2 separate regions of the Sus scrofa genome follow, and region 1 is linked to region 2. A link is a contact called in public promoter capture Hi-C data. All regions are on one chromosome and are shown on one strand. The core of a region is the stretch at or near the end of the contact, and the rest is flanking DNA. Distances in the headings are between cores, read along the strand shown. Region 1 holds the start of PTGER4 (prostaglandin E2 receptor EP4 subtype). Region 2 overlaps LOC106506472 (a long non-coding RNA gene).

Region 1 (6,188 bases), core at 2,314-4,813, 390 kb after region 2:
GAGAGGCCTAAACTAGCAAGACTATCTCTCCACCTGTATCTTCAAAAATGAGCAACACTAAGCAAATTATCTCCTTTCTTTGTCCACTAGTCCATTCCACAACGGGACTACAGTGGAAACATCCGTTGGGAGAAGAAAGAGGGGAGGAATAAAAGGGTAGAGAGCCATCCCTTTGAGGAGTGTAACTGTCGGAGAAGAAGGCAGCCTGAAGCAGTCACTTGGTGGAGAACAGCCTCCGAGGCAGTTATTTATTTACGCCTGCCTGAAGACATCGGGGAGTTAATCACAGTACTGACTGACACGTGTAACAACTCCAGGCACTAGACTCAGCAGAAAATTTATGCTTAGAAAATGAAAATAATTAGGAGACCACACATTTGAAATATACCCTTAAAAAGGGAGGACAGTCGTGAGGGCCACAACCACAATCATGTACCTCTTTTCATGCTCAAACTGAGGTTAATGGCATGCTTGCAACTCACTGAACTAACTGGGCGAGCATGTGGAAGGCAGCTGTGTCTAAGAACACAGTTTTATTTGTACCAGACAGATGCTTTTTTTCACTGTTTAGAGTATCCACATGGCCTGTCCTGGGTGACAGAGAGCAAACACAGTTTGCACAGACCTTGCTACTTGAATGTTAGTGCTATAGGAATACTCTAATATCTGGCCAGCTTTGACTTAGTAAGGGGTCCAGGTCAGATCTGATTCATTCTGCTGCCTTCCTCCAGGAATTAGCCCCTTTGTTACCCATTCCTTTGACTCAAGGAAGAGTCAACCTAGTCAAAGGGAATGTGTTTAGTAGCCTGCAAGCGGACTATGCTTTCATTTATTTTTTCATCAAATTATAGTTGATTTACAATGTTGTACCACTTTCTGCTGTACAGAAAAATGACTCAGGTAAACATACAAGTACATTCTTTTTTATATTCTGGACTGTGCTTTTAAACAAGTGCCCACTTTCTGGTGTTTTGTTAAAAGAGGAGTCCCATAATTAGCTAGCAGAGAGCAATCAGACTGGTCAATCAGACAGCTCTGGGATTACTGCACACCTTCAGAGAGGATTTAATGACAGTTCTAAAGAATTGAACCAGGGTCTTCCAGTGCAGAGAACTAGGGATTGAGGCAGAAACTGCAAGGGAGAATAGGAAACAATGCTTGGAATAAATTTAAATATAAAAACAATGACAAGAATTGTCTATATAATCATGGTGATTCTTCATTTCCTTTTGCAATATAGATTCCTTGCAGAGTGTGAGGGAAACCAAAATATCTTGTCCTGGTTTATCAAATTAGAAAAAAAAATATTAAGTTGTTTCCCAAAATTTCAATTTCTACTTCTGAAGGCTAAACTTAAGTTTTAAGAATCATGCACCAAGAGAGGATACAGGTAAACCCCATTACATTTTTTTAGTCTTATGTCCTGGATTCTTATTTTCATTTTCCTAAAGCTACTATGGGAAGAAAATGTAAAGGATGTGAGAAAAACAACTCTATGGATAACAAGCCCAGTTTATCAACAACATGCTAAAACCTGTAACACTAATTCTCTCAACACTGTGCCTCCATTTTTATATTTAATATACTCTTCATTGTGAAAATTTAACAAGTCCCAATCCTAACAGCTTTCCACATTGGAGCCTCAAGTGGAAAGAAAACTGGAAAATTTTTATTAGCACAAAGTGATTATAAGTGGAACTTCCCACCACCCCTTCATATCTTTACCGACAACCACCTGACAGGGTGATGTGACGAAATGCGGTCAGGGAAGACTGGGGGTAAAATGTGCAGTTTCCTTTTTCTAGTGTTGATTTGTTTTCAATGCTGACACCATCCTAGAGGTTACTACTCATCAGAAGTACAGACAAGAGAAGTGGTTATAGCCGTGACTATGAGAAGACTGAGAAACTGACCAATCTCTTTCATTTCTTTTGATATTGGGTAACGAATGTGTGTTTTTCTTTCCGAATCCCTGGTATTCGTGAGGAAACAATACAAACAATAGAATGATGTGGTATCAATATATCTACATGGCGCCTTACACAAAATGTGTAAATATGATTCTAGATATTTAACCTCCTGTAATTAGTTGAAATCTGGAATGCTCTTTGTTTCTCTATTACTCATTTGTTACTGTGTCATTTAAGAATAACTGGAGAACCAGAAAAATTCTTAGGTTTGTTCACTTATGAAAAAATATTTAAGAAATGAGTGCCTGCTTTATCATATAATCAATCAAGAATCATATTTACCTACCCTGTGAGGAGATGCAATACGTTAAAACGCATGTATACAACCCCTGGAAAACATGCATGTTTTCCTAGGATCCTAAATTAGGAAGGCTCACACGATCCCATTTTGTGCGTTAAAAAAAATAGTGAAGTGGTTATAATTACGCCATAAAGTTTTACAATCCCTTTTTCTTTTTTAGTTTTCTGTTCTAAGAAATAGAATAGAAAGAAGTGGAGAATGAGTAGACGGGAAAACTTGTCACCGCAAAAGAAGTTAAATTGTAATTTAAAGAAAAAAAAAAAAAAAAAGGCAGAGCAAATAGGCTAACCAGGGAGTTACACCTGGAGCATTCCTTCACTGGAATGACTCTGAAACCCCAGTGTCACGCCGCATCGGCCTTTGCAAGGATTCGTGGAGAAGGTGTCTAACGCGAACATAACAGGGCCAAGGCATAAAGCCCAGTCTAACCGTTCTCACTGGGCGGAGAAGTTCCTGGGAGGAGGAGAAAGGCCGCTGCGGTTCGACAGCAGCCCTCCCACCCTCACTAACCTTGCCCCGGGGGACCGCGCGCCACCTCTCCGCAGCCGCAGGGCTCTGCCACCTGCGCCTGGAAAGGCTGCAGTCCCGGCTGCTTTTTTGCCTACGCGCGCAGCCCACAGCCTGGGCACTGCCTACTAACACCTTTGAAGGAGAGAGGCTGGATACTTCGCTGTCTTCCCGCCCAAGCCTGGGGCCGATCCACCCACCCGCCCATCCACCCACAACAGACCGTTGCGCGCACCCTACTTCTGACCCGGGGCCAAGTGCGCGCGCGCAGACACCCCCACTGTTCCACCCTCTCTCTCCGCCCGGGGCCACACGCGCGCACGCGCGCACACACACACCTCGGCCGCTCCAAGGTAGAGTCCTAAGCCGCCGACCTCCCTTCCCAGCACCCAGATGTGGAGACCCCTGTAGAAGTTGAGAGAAAAAGCCCACTCGGAGCGGGAGGCAGTGAGGATGAAGAGAAGCTGGTTTCCGAGCTGGCTCTGGATGTCCAGTTCCAAGTAGCTAGAAGTGTGCAAAAGAGAGCACCCGGGCTTCCCCAAGGTCCCCGCGGAGCGCGGCCTCTCAGCACCATCCGCCTGAGGCAAAGGGTCCAAGGTTCCGCCACCTCAGCCCCTCCAAGGGCCGGAAAGCCCCCAAGCCGCGGTGGGACCCGCGCGGCCCGGAGCCCCGCCCTCGGGCCCGCCTCTGTTCCTCCAGCCCTGAGGAAGGCGCTCCCGCCCCGCCCCCTTCCCGTCCGGCCAATGGGCGCCCGGGCCGCGCACTGTGGGCCCCGCCTCCGCCAGGGAAACTTGAAGCTGGAGAAAAGTTTGTACAGAGCCTAGAAGGGCTAGAGCGGAGCTGGGAACCCGGCAGCCGAGAGGAAGATGAACGGCCCCAGGACAGAGCCTCAGGCCGAGTGGACCCCAAATCTCCTCCAGGGCGCTAGAAGCGGCCTCAGCTGCAGCCGCCAGCCCCGGTAGCCGCCTGCGCTTCCCTGGGCTGGGAAGGAGGCGGCCCGAGTCGGGGACAGGAGGCTCGGTGACACCTGCGCGAGAGGCCGCACACCTGAGCGCTGTCCGTCCGCGGACGAGACCTGAGAGCTCCGCAAAGCTTGGATCATCCTGGAAGAAACGAGAAAAAGAGAGAGAGAGAAACAATCCAAGGTCGGGCTTCAGTGACCCATCCTGCTGCCTCTGGTTCTCCAAGTTTTTGAAAGCTGACCACTTGGACCCCGGAAATTTGGCAGCCACCAAGAGCAGGCTCTGAGAAGGCAAAGGCTGGGCAAGCTTCACATTGAGCGGGGCACGGCTGAGGGCAGGTTGAAGGCGTGTCCAGGACATCTGAGGCTTGACCCTGGGGGCTTGCTCAGCTGCCATCTCCGCGGCCACTACAGGTGAGGTAGGGTTGGGGACACTGAGCAGAGAGCAGTGGGTGGGCGCTCCTTAAGAGGAGCCTGGGAGGAAAGAGCTCGCTCACCAAATCAACTTCCATAACTTGTTTTCGTGAGACTTTTATTGACTCAGAATCTGTCGGGGAAATGAGCGAGCCACTTTTCCCTTGAGATAGGTCTTGTTCATTTTGGCAATGGTGTGAGTTGGGTTGGGGGAAGGAGGAGAGAATGGCAGTATCAACTAATAAATATTAATACCAGTAGAGTGGTGCTGGGGGCAGGACTTATCCGGAGCCTGGAGATTTCGCAGTAGCCTCAGTTGGTAAGTGGCTACAACCCACAATGTAGAATCGAGTTGCTCCGCTCACCCATCAGCATATTATTTCTTGGGCGCGGGTCCGGCACCTTGCAAGTGGTAATTTCCACTCACCGCGTTTTTGCCTCTCTCCTACCATCCCCAGACCCAGCCTCGCGCTCCAGGGCGGTGTACCGCCAGACACCACCATGGCCACCCCTGGGGCCAATGCATCCGCCCTGGCCTCTGACCGACCGAACGGCCCGGTGACCATCCCGGCGGTGATGTTCATCTTCGGGGTGGTGGGCAACCTGATAGCCATCGTGGTGCTGTGCAAGTCGCGCAAGGAGCAGAAGGAGACGACTTTCTACACATTGGTGTGCGGGCTGGCTGTCACCGACCTGCTGGGCACGTTGCTGGTGAGCCCGGTGACCATCGCTACGTACATGAAGGGCCACTGGCCCGGGGGCCCGGCGCTGTGCGAGTACAGCACCTTCATCCTGCTTTTCTTTGGCCTGTCCGGGCTCAGCATCATCTGCGCCATGAGTATCGAGCGCTACCTGGCCATCAACCACGCCTACTTCTACAGCCACTACGTGGACAAGCGGCTGGCGGGCCTCACTCTCTTCGCGGTCTACGCGTCTAATGTGCTCTTCTGCGCGCTGCCCAACATGGGCCTCGGCAGCTCGCGGCTGCAGTACCCGGACACCTGGTGCTTCATCGACTGGACCACCAACGTGACGGCGCACGCCGCCTTCTCCTACATGTACGCGGGCTTCAGTTCCTTCCTCATCCTGGCCACCGTGCTCTGCAACGTGCTGGTGTGCGGAGCGCTTCTTCGTATGCACCGCCAGTTCATGAGACGCACCTCGCTGGGCACTGAGCAGCACCACGCGGCTGCTGCCGCAGTCGCCGTGGCCCCCGCAACTTGCCGGGGGCCCCCGTCCGCCGCCTCCCCCGCCCTGCCGCGCCTCAGCGACTTTCGCCGCCGCCGGAGCTTCCGCCGCATCGCGGGTGCCGAAATCCAGATGGTCATCTTACTCATCGCCACCTCCCTGGTGGTGCTCATCTGCTCCATCCCGCTTGTGGTGAGTGGCTGGGGCCAGGGCCCCGCTCGGCCCTTTTCCCGCATCCACCTACCCCCTCCTTCTCCCACTCCCTCCCCTCCCTCTCATTCCTCCACCTCGGACACCTCTCCCCCAGATCGGGGCTGGGGTCCTCACAGCAGGCCCCACATCTCTAGGCCGCGTCGCGAAAGAGATGTAGCAGGTGATTTTCCCTACACCGCCGAGTTTCTTTCCCCGAAAGCCTGGTTTCCTTTTTCTCCCGGGACAGTCCCTACCCCCTTGGTGCCTGACTTTGGCCATGAGCCTTCCGGGAACACCCGCTGCTCTCTGTCAGATGTGGAGGGGAAACCGCTGTAGTGTGACTTAGCCCCGTCCTCCCCACTGTCAAGGGCAGAATCCGAAACGTCAAAGGTGGTGCTCTCTTTGGTGTGCACTCCTTACAATAGTGTGCTTTTTAGTGTTTTGATTTATGTCGAGGTTTTTGGTAGCTCGTGTAGAATTTTAGAGCTAGAAGAGATCTTGGATGCTTTCGGGTCTAGTCTAACTTCTGCACTTTACATAGGGAATGACTTGCTTAAAAATAACCTAGCAGAACTTTGCTGTCAAGCTAAATTCCCTGCTCTTTACCATGCTGTATCCTGGGAAAAACATCTCGATGCACTTGTGGGTCATAATT
Region 2 (7,081 bases), core at 3,923-6,422:
GGCTCTATATTTGAGTATTAACATTGCTCTAGATATTTTACGAATATTCACATGAAGTAGAAATTTAATGTAACTCTTATACCCTGGGATTTAGAATGGTTTTCTTAAAAATACTATTTCCAAAGCCTGAAAAAGTTAAGATTTTAAGAAACAACCAGGAACTTGTGGTTTTAAGGTAGCATCTATTTTCCCGTGCTATCTCTAGGCTAGGCAGTTTTTTCTCAGAAGATTTACCTTTTCAGGTTCTCCAGAATGAATTTTTTAACCTTAAATCATTAATGACTAACTTAGATTTTATTAAAAATTTTATCCGTGAACTTATATAGACAATACACTCAATTTCCTTCTAAATTTTTCAGTAGTTAACACAATCCGCCTTTCTTAAACTGAAGTCAGTTACAGATTTTTTTTTCATGTTTCACAGCATTGCAATAAATGTTCTTACACATACATATTTATACATATTGCACATTTATGTAGGATAAATGCCTTGATATGGAATTATGAAACCCAAATTACACTCATATTTAATATTTTTATTCTTCTTTGGAATAGCCCAGCTTCTTTTTACAAATGTCTTTTTCAGATAAAATCAAGTGCTAAAGTTTCATTGGAGCAATCTTTGCATTAAGAGTCAAAAGAACTATTTTTGACTCTCAGATCTGCAAGTGAGGTTTCTCTGGTTTTCTGACTTCATCTTTTCCTCAAGTGCAAAATGAGGGTCTTACTTGTAATGCTTTCAAAAGCAGGCTGAGAATTTTATGTTCTAAACAGTATGTGATAATAATGAGTCGGGATTAAATGTATTTCTTAAAACAGTTGCCAGTCTCATGTTGAATATATTCATGGAAAAGTAACAAATATGCCTCAACTGAAATTTCTTATCTTATTAAAGCATATTTCCTTCACAAATGTTTACCATGCAGGAAAAAGAAGGGTTGGACCTATTAGAAAATTTTGTGCATTGCTCACTTCCCTGATTATTAATGAATATTGTTCTTCCACATCACAAATTCATTTCTGAACTCAAAATTAAATGACTAAGAAAGGTAAGGTTTTATATATCCAGTAAAGGAAATACCAAATAATTTCCTATATTTGATGGCATTTGGGTTTATTAAAAGCTCATGACCTCATTCTTCCTGATGCCGACATCAGAGTGCCCCAGAGAGAAGTGGTGGGAAGAAAGTTGGTCATTTTTTGCTTAGGATTTTTAAGTATGACACACTCAAAATTACCTTTTTGTAAAACAAACCTTGAGAACCAAAGCCAGCTTTTATTAATTGAAAGAGGAAGCTTCTAATTTTTTAAACAAAGAAATACAATGACTTGATATGTAACACATGGATAAATTTCCGAAATAAGGCTGAATGTTAGTCCTTTCTCTGCTCCAGTAAACAGTTATCAGAGCTATTTCCACCATTTACAAAGATTTGGGAATTTCTTTGTTTCTTGGTAGATTATCCTCATTGGAATGTTCTCATAGATGCACTATTTTTTTTTCTTACAGTTTTCTTGAGAAAAAAGATGATCTTACCATTTGCTAGATATGGTTTCAGGTGACTGAAATTCTAGGTGTTATAAAATCCTCCTGACTTTATAATTATAAGGGATGAATTCCAGTTAAAACAGCACCTACAGTTCGATTCTGTAATACAATCAGAGCTTTAACGAGAATATGCCTCTTTAATGTGTGGAGATTTTGAGCTCATGGATCCTGAATAGGAGAAGTATGTTCTAAAATAGTGGTTCTCTGCCTTTGATCAGTATCAACAGCTCCTGGGGAACTTGGTAAAAATACAAAGGTCCAAAACTTGTCCTATCCCAATGAGTCTGTGACTCTGGCTATCCAATTGATTCTGCTACGCTCCAAATTTGGAGAACCACTATTCTAGAACCCCGTTTTAAAGCTGTTGTTTTTTCTTTAATGTGTATATGAAAAAGCTGAGAATGCTACTAAAAAGCAGCTTCTATTCAATAGAATTAGGAGGGGTCTAGGAATCTGTACCTCCAGCAAGCACCCCGATAATGCGTATGTTCTGGCCACAGACCACATTTTGAGCTCTACGGCAGGGTTTAAGGGCATGGTTTCCATCCCTTTACATACGACATCTGCCTCAAGCTGATGTGAATAAAAAGTTTCCACTTCCAGCAGCACTTGCCTAGGAGATATCCAAACGAACTGTTGTGTTTTCTCACAGCTGGCTCTAAACAACTGAAGTTTTGAACTTGGAGTGACCCGGATGCCAGAGCTTTACTGAACCTAATTGAAGATACTTTCTGGAAAAATGAAAAACGAGGCTATGTTAACCAAGTGTACACAGACCCATGGACTGATCCTGCCCTCGCAAAGTACTGATTTTCTATGCTCAGTGAATTATGAGCTCCTCTCTAGCTTGTAAAGACCCCTGATTTTTTTCCCTCAGCAAATGACCGTGTGAATTAAATTTCTTCACTGTTCAGTGTTCTCTTGCCTGGCAAGTTAAATGGTTAGACTTGGTTTATTGTTGTTGGTTGTGCTCTGGGCCTTTATTATTTGATGCTATTTCTAAGACATTGTTTTTTCCATAAAATCACTGTTAAATCTCTCATGCCTTCCTCAAATTGTTGTCTCTTTAGGGAATCCCTCTGCTCCCCAAAGGGCTTTGCTCCGGTGTTTTCCCTTGGTAAAAGCTTCCACCACCTCCCAGCTGGGGCAGTGTGACTGTGCTCCACTCTGTGCCAGCACCAGACCTCATCCTCTGTCCCTAGTGCACACCTAGCACCTGATTGGCGATTTATGATTGATATCTTATCTTCTGCACTGCAGAGTAAATATCTTGAAAGTAAGGCTGTATTTTGTTATATTGTTTTTGTTATTGTTTTCATATATATATTTCTGTTAGTTGGTGCATCAGAATTCACAAAGTGCTTTTATATACATGAGCTATGTACCAGACAGGAAAGGTTTTATGGTATAAATAAGAAAGCAAGGGAACAGAGAATGTAAATGATAACCTTGAAGTCACATGTATTTAAATGTCAGGAAAAAAAAAAGTTACATCTTTTTCCTTTAGATACACATTAATCCATTTTCAATCACAAACAAATAATCAGAACTGGTTTTGCCAATTTTTATTTTTAATTTCTTATCAAGACAAGAGTGAACTGGAGTTCCCGTCATGGCTCAGGGAAACAAATCTGACTAGCATCCATGAGGACACAAGTTCTACCCCTGGGCTCACTCAGTGGGTTAGGATCCAGTGTTGCCATGAGCTGTGGTGTAGGGCACAGACTGCATTTGGATCTGGCATTGCCGTGGCTGTGCTGTAGACCAGCAGCTGTAGCTCTGATTCGACCCCAAGCCTGGGAACCTCCATATGCCACGGGTGTGGCCCTCGAAAGACAAAAAATAAAAATAAAATAAGATAGAGTAAACTAAAATTCTGAGAGAAGATGAAGGCCAAGGAAGATTTGATCAGGCATCATGTATCCCAAGACTACCATGCACGGGGCAGCAGACTGAGCTAGAACAGAGGCGGGACCTGGAAGGAATGGGGACACTGACACCGCCAATATGTGTGAAAAAAATTAACAAAGCAGGAGAAGAGAGATATCAAAGTCTACAAAAGAATCAAGGAAAGTCTTAGCCTGAGTTTCTAGCGATAGTTTCTTTTGGCCTCCACTTCCTACTCCTCAGTTCTACCTTGGAGCTGTAGAATTTATTTGTTCACTGATTTTTATTTGTTTGTGTGTCTTAAAGCATGTGAGGCTGACTTTTACTTAAAGCATTGCGGGATCCTATATATTTGTAAAGCATCCAACTACGGAATACCTAAAAATGCTATAGCAATAATACAACAAAGGGTTTTGTGCATGTGTGTGTGTTTTCTGCGTTTTTGAAAATCCAAGCTCACAGGATACATAAAAGATTACCCTGTGGAAAATTTTATTTTATTTTTTTAATGCTGAAACTATGGTAGTGGGCAAGCTCAGGAAAGATGAATTTACCTAGGGAGCATTTGTAAATTGGAAAAATAAACAAAAACTTGGTGTTTTGTTCTATAGGGTCATTCAGGAAAAATAGGGGAAAAAGGCCTTGGGCCCTGAAGGTGAGCCAAAGGAAAAACTACGTGCTTCCGAAAAAAAGAGAGATGGCAAAGAAACTTAACTCTCTCTGTCTCAGCACCAGGTGAGGAATAGCATCTTCTCTGGGGATTAGCTGCGTTCTCGTGGACTGGCAGTGAAATGCATACTATCCACTTGGTCAATGTATAACCAAAACAACTCCAAAGGAAGAAATAAGCTTCACGTGATTCTGCGTTTAACATCCTAGATATCTTGCCAAAGTAAAGGAAAGTAGAATATACCCTCAAACCAAAGTTACCAAACTATACCCAAAAAAAGTCCCGAAGAGGAAGAGCTAGCAGAAACAAATTGGGTTTGAAAATTAGATTTGAAACCATTTTAGATATTATAATTCTCGGAATCAAAATACAAAATAAATGTTTCAAATGTTTGGAGAAACAAAAGAAGAAAACAAAAACAAGCAAAAAACTCAGTATGAAGCCAAGAAAGCAGATGAACTAAAAAGATTAATTTTACAGGAAGAGAGATTGATGTGGTAAATTGATCACAAAATGGATTCAGTGCTTCACCCCTCCCTAGGATTAGACCCTTTGCAGTGCAACTTGCAGATCCTCCCATTAAACGGTGGCATCTATTTCCCTAGTCTTGCAGTCTGGGCTTGTGCAGAAGTGACAGTGTGTGAAGCTGAGTTACCCATTTGGTAAGGTGGTCACAATACTGAGGGGCCACAATTCTTTTAAAAGTGCATAAAAAAGTTTTAATCTTAAATTCTTTTACAAGCAAAATAAAGATAAGCAGAATGGCAGATATATAGTAATGAGTCCAGTGGATGATATTTATCTTTATGCAAAGGTAGCTGTAAAATATATTTTTTAGTACTCTTTATGTAATGAAATCCACAAAGGCAAAAGTGCCTAGGGCTTTCAAAAGCAATAATGAAACCTGATAATGTGCTAATTTTAGCCTAGGTATCAATAGGCCTTGTGTGCTTCTGCTTGTTTTATTGTAACCTTGTCACCACCACAACAACTGTCATGGCCTGGCCTGCTGGACGATGAGAGATAACGAGCAGAGCTGAGTCACCCCAGACATTTTGGCTGAAACCAGCAAAATCAGCAAAGCCACATAGACAACCCACAGCTGCTTATAACCTGTGAGTCCTATCACGACCAGACAGATCAGTCTGGTGACCTGGTTCATGAGCAATAATGCATGTTTGCTGTTTTAAGTCACCCAGTTTTGGGGTGGTTTGTTATGCAGTGGTAACAAACAGATACAATTAGTGAACTGAAAGAAAATTTCTAGAATGAAACCTAGAGGACAAAGTGAAATTATAAAACTAAAAGCATGGAAGATAAGAAGGAAGAGTTTAAAATGCATCTATTGGAGTTCCACATGGCAGCAGCAAAGAGACTATACTTGAAATGATAATGACTAAACATTTTAAAATTGGTGAAGGGCTTGGATTGTAGCTCCAGAAGAGACAATAAATCCCAAAAAGCAGAATAAAAGGAGTCTTTGCTAGATCAACGTGAAAAAGCAAAACATCAAAAACAAAATACGTTGAAGCTAGAAAGAGAAAATTACTAAAAGTAGGCAGTATCACAAAGATATGGCAGATATTATAAAGTTTTCGATAGTCACATAATGGGTGCAAACTCCTTGCAAATTATCTACTCCATTTACTCTTCCCTCACCACCTAACACTGAGAGAGTTTTATCTCTTTTCTGAGTGTTTAGGACTCTATGAGAACCCCTTATATAGTATGTATCTCTAATTCATAGTATCATCATTTGTGGACAGACTCAAGCTTTTTATTTAATAAGGGAAATCACCTTCTTTAATTCAAAAGCATCTTGGAAAATAACAGTCTTCAAACAACTGCAGATCAAAAATATTTGAAAAAAAGATCCAGAAATTTTCAAAAACCAGAACTTGAATTTTCTGTGTGTATTGACTACTATTCACATGCACTTATGTTGTATTGATAACTATTTGCATATAATTTATATTGTATTTACAATTACTCGCATAGCATTTACATTGTCTTAGGTATTATAAATAATCTAGAAATATTTAAAGTATATAGGAGGCTGTGCATAGGTTACATGCAGATAAAACCTGCTGAATATTCAAGGATTTTGGTAACTGAAGGAGATCTGGAATCAATCTGCAGATATTGCGGAATGACTCTATTAATACACTTATTTGGACAGTCGATCTTATCAAAATATTGTTATTTCTTCTCATATTTTTTCACAATATTCATCTAATCAAAAACCTTAAAAGATTTCATTGGCAGGAGCCCCATGTTTTATTATACTCCCCAGTAAATGTCCATATTTAAAACATATTACAATTCTAGTTAATAGCAGGGCATCAACAGAAAATGCAAATAAACAGTAAAGAACATCTAAAAGGAAGGCACATGCTAAAGATACTTTAAAAAAATCTTACTACATGAGGTTCAATCCATGTTGAATGGAATTGTAGTTTTCCCTATTACACAGACACATACTTGTCTCCTCATCTTCCCAATATATTTATTTTGCAATTTTGGATAGGTAAGTATTCACTTTCTACATTACTATGCACATAAAATGCTGTTCACAGATGTGTCGTGCAGTACAAGGTAATCAACTTCCTCTTCTGGCACATTTTATTTTTCTCCATAGAATATATGTGTCCTAATTTATTTAAGAGACTTGAAAATGTAAGCACATTGGTTTTTCCGCCAATTCTGTCATTTTTGAAGAATACTCTTCTAAACTTTTATGACTTCTCCTATCTTGATTGCCTTCTATGGTGACCAAACAATCTTCCAGATCCAGGATTGCATTTGATTGTGTCTTTGAAACCTTTGCTTGCAACGTAGTGACTTGCATACTGTGAGCCTTCAGTAAATTACTAAATAGGTGATGACCCTACTACAAGAAGAGAGTGAATGGGGAAGAGTCTGTGTGACGGAGGTACTTACTCTGGAATATTCAGCCAGCTGACCAGACAGAGCTT

The links. Promoter capture Hi-C pulls out the DNA fragments that hold promoters and counts their contacts.
Region 1: a promoter capture Hi-C map of fetal liver shows a contact between it and region 2, with 3 times the contacts expected there. The contact joins the promoter of PTGER4 here to the enhancer-like site in region 2. A contact is called at or near these places in 2 of 5 promoter capture datasets (fetal liver and liver), 4 of 47 Hi-C or Micro-C datasets (blood, embryonic fibroblasts, epiblast stem cells and 1 more) and 1 of 2 datasets of contacts at active chromatin or transcription factors (alveolar macrophages).

Annotation. Positions count from the first base shown.
Region 1 is chr16:25,667,269-25,673,456 of Sscrofa11.1, forward strand. It overlaps PTGER4 (prostaglandin E2 receptor EP4 subtype), which reads left to right and starts at 3,564. Exons shown (of 3, transcript XM_021076655.1): 1 at 3,564-4,153; 2 at 4,612-5,533. The coding sequence starts at 4,655.
Region 2 is chr16:25,272,764-25,279,844 of Sscrofa11.1, forward strand. The region is part of intron 2 of LOC106506472 (a long non-coding RNA gene); the gene reads right to left. Among named protein-coding and RNA genes, the nearest start is that of PTGER4, 390 kb to the right of the region's middle. Within about 2 kb of position 5,173, at least 2 of the 83 cell types and tissues checked have an H3K27ac peak or open chromatin away from gene starts, as enhancers often do. A contact at or near this core is called in fetal liver, where this site is marked.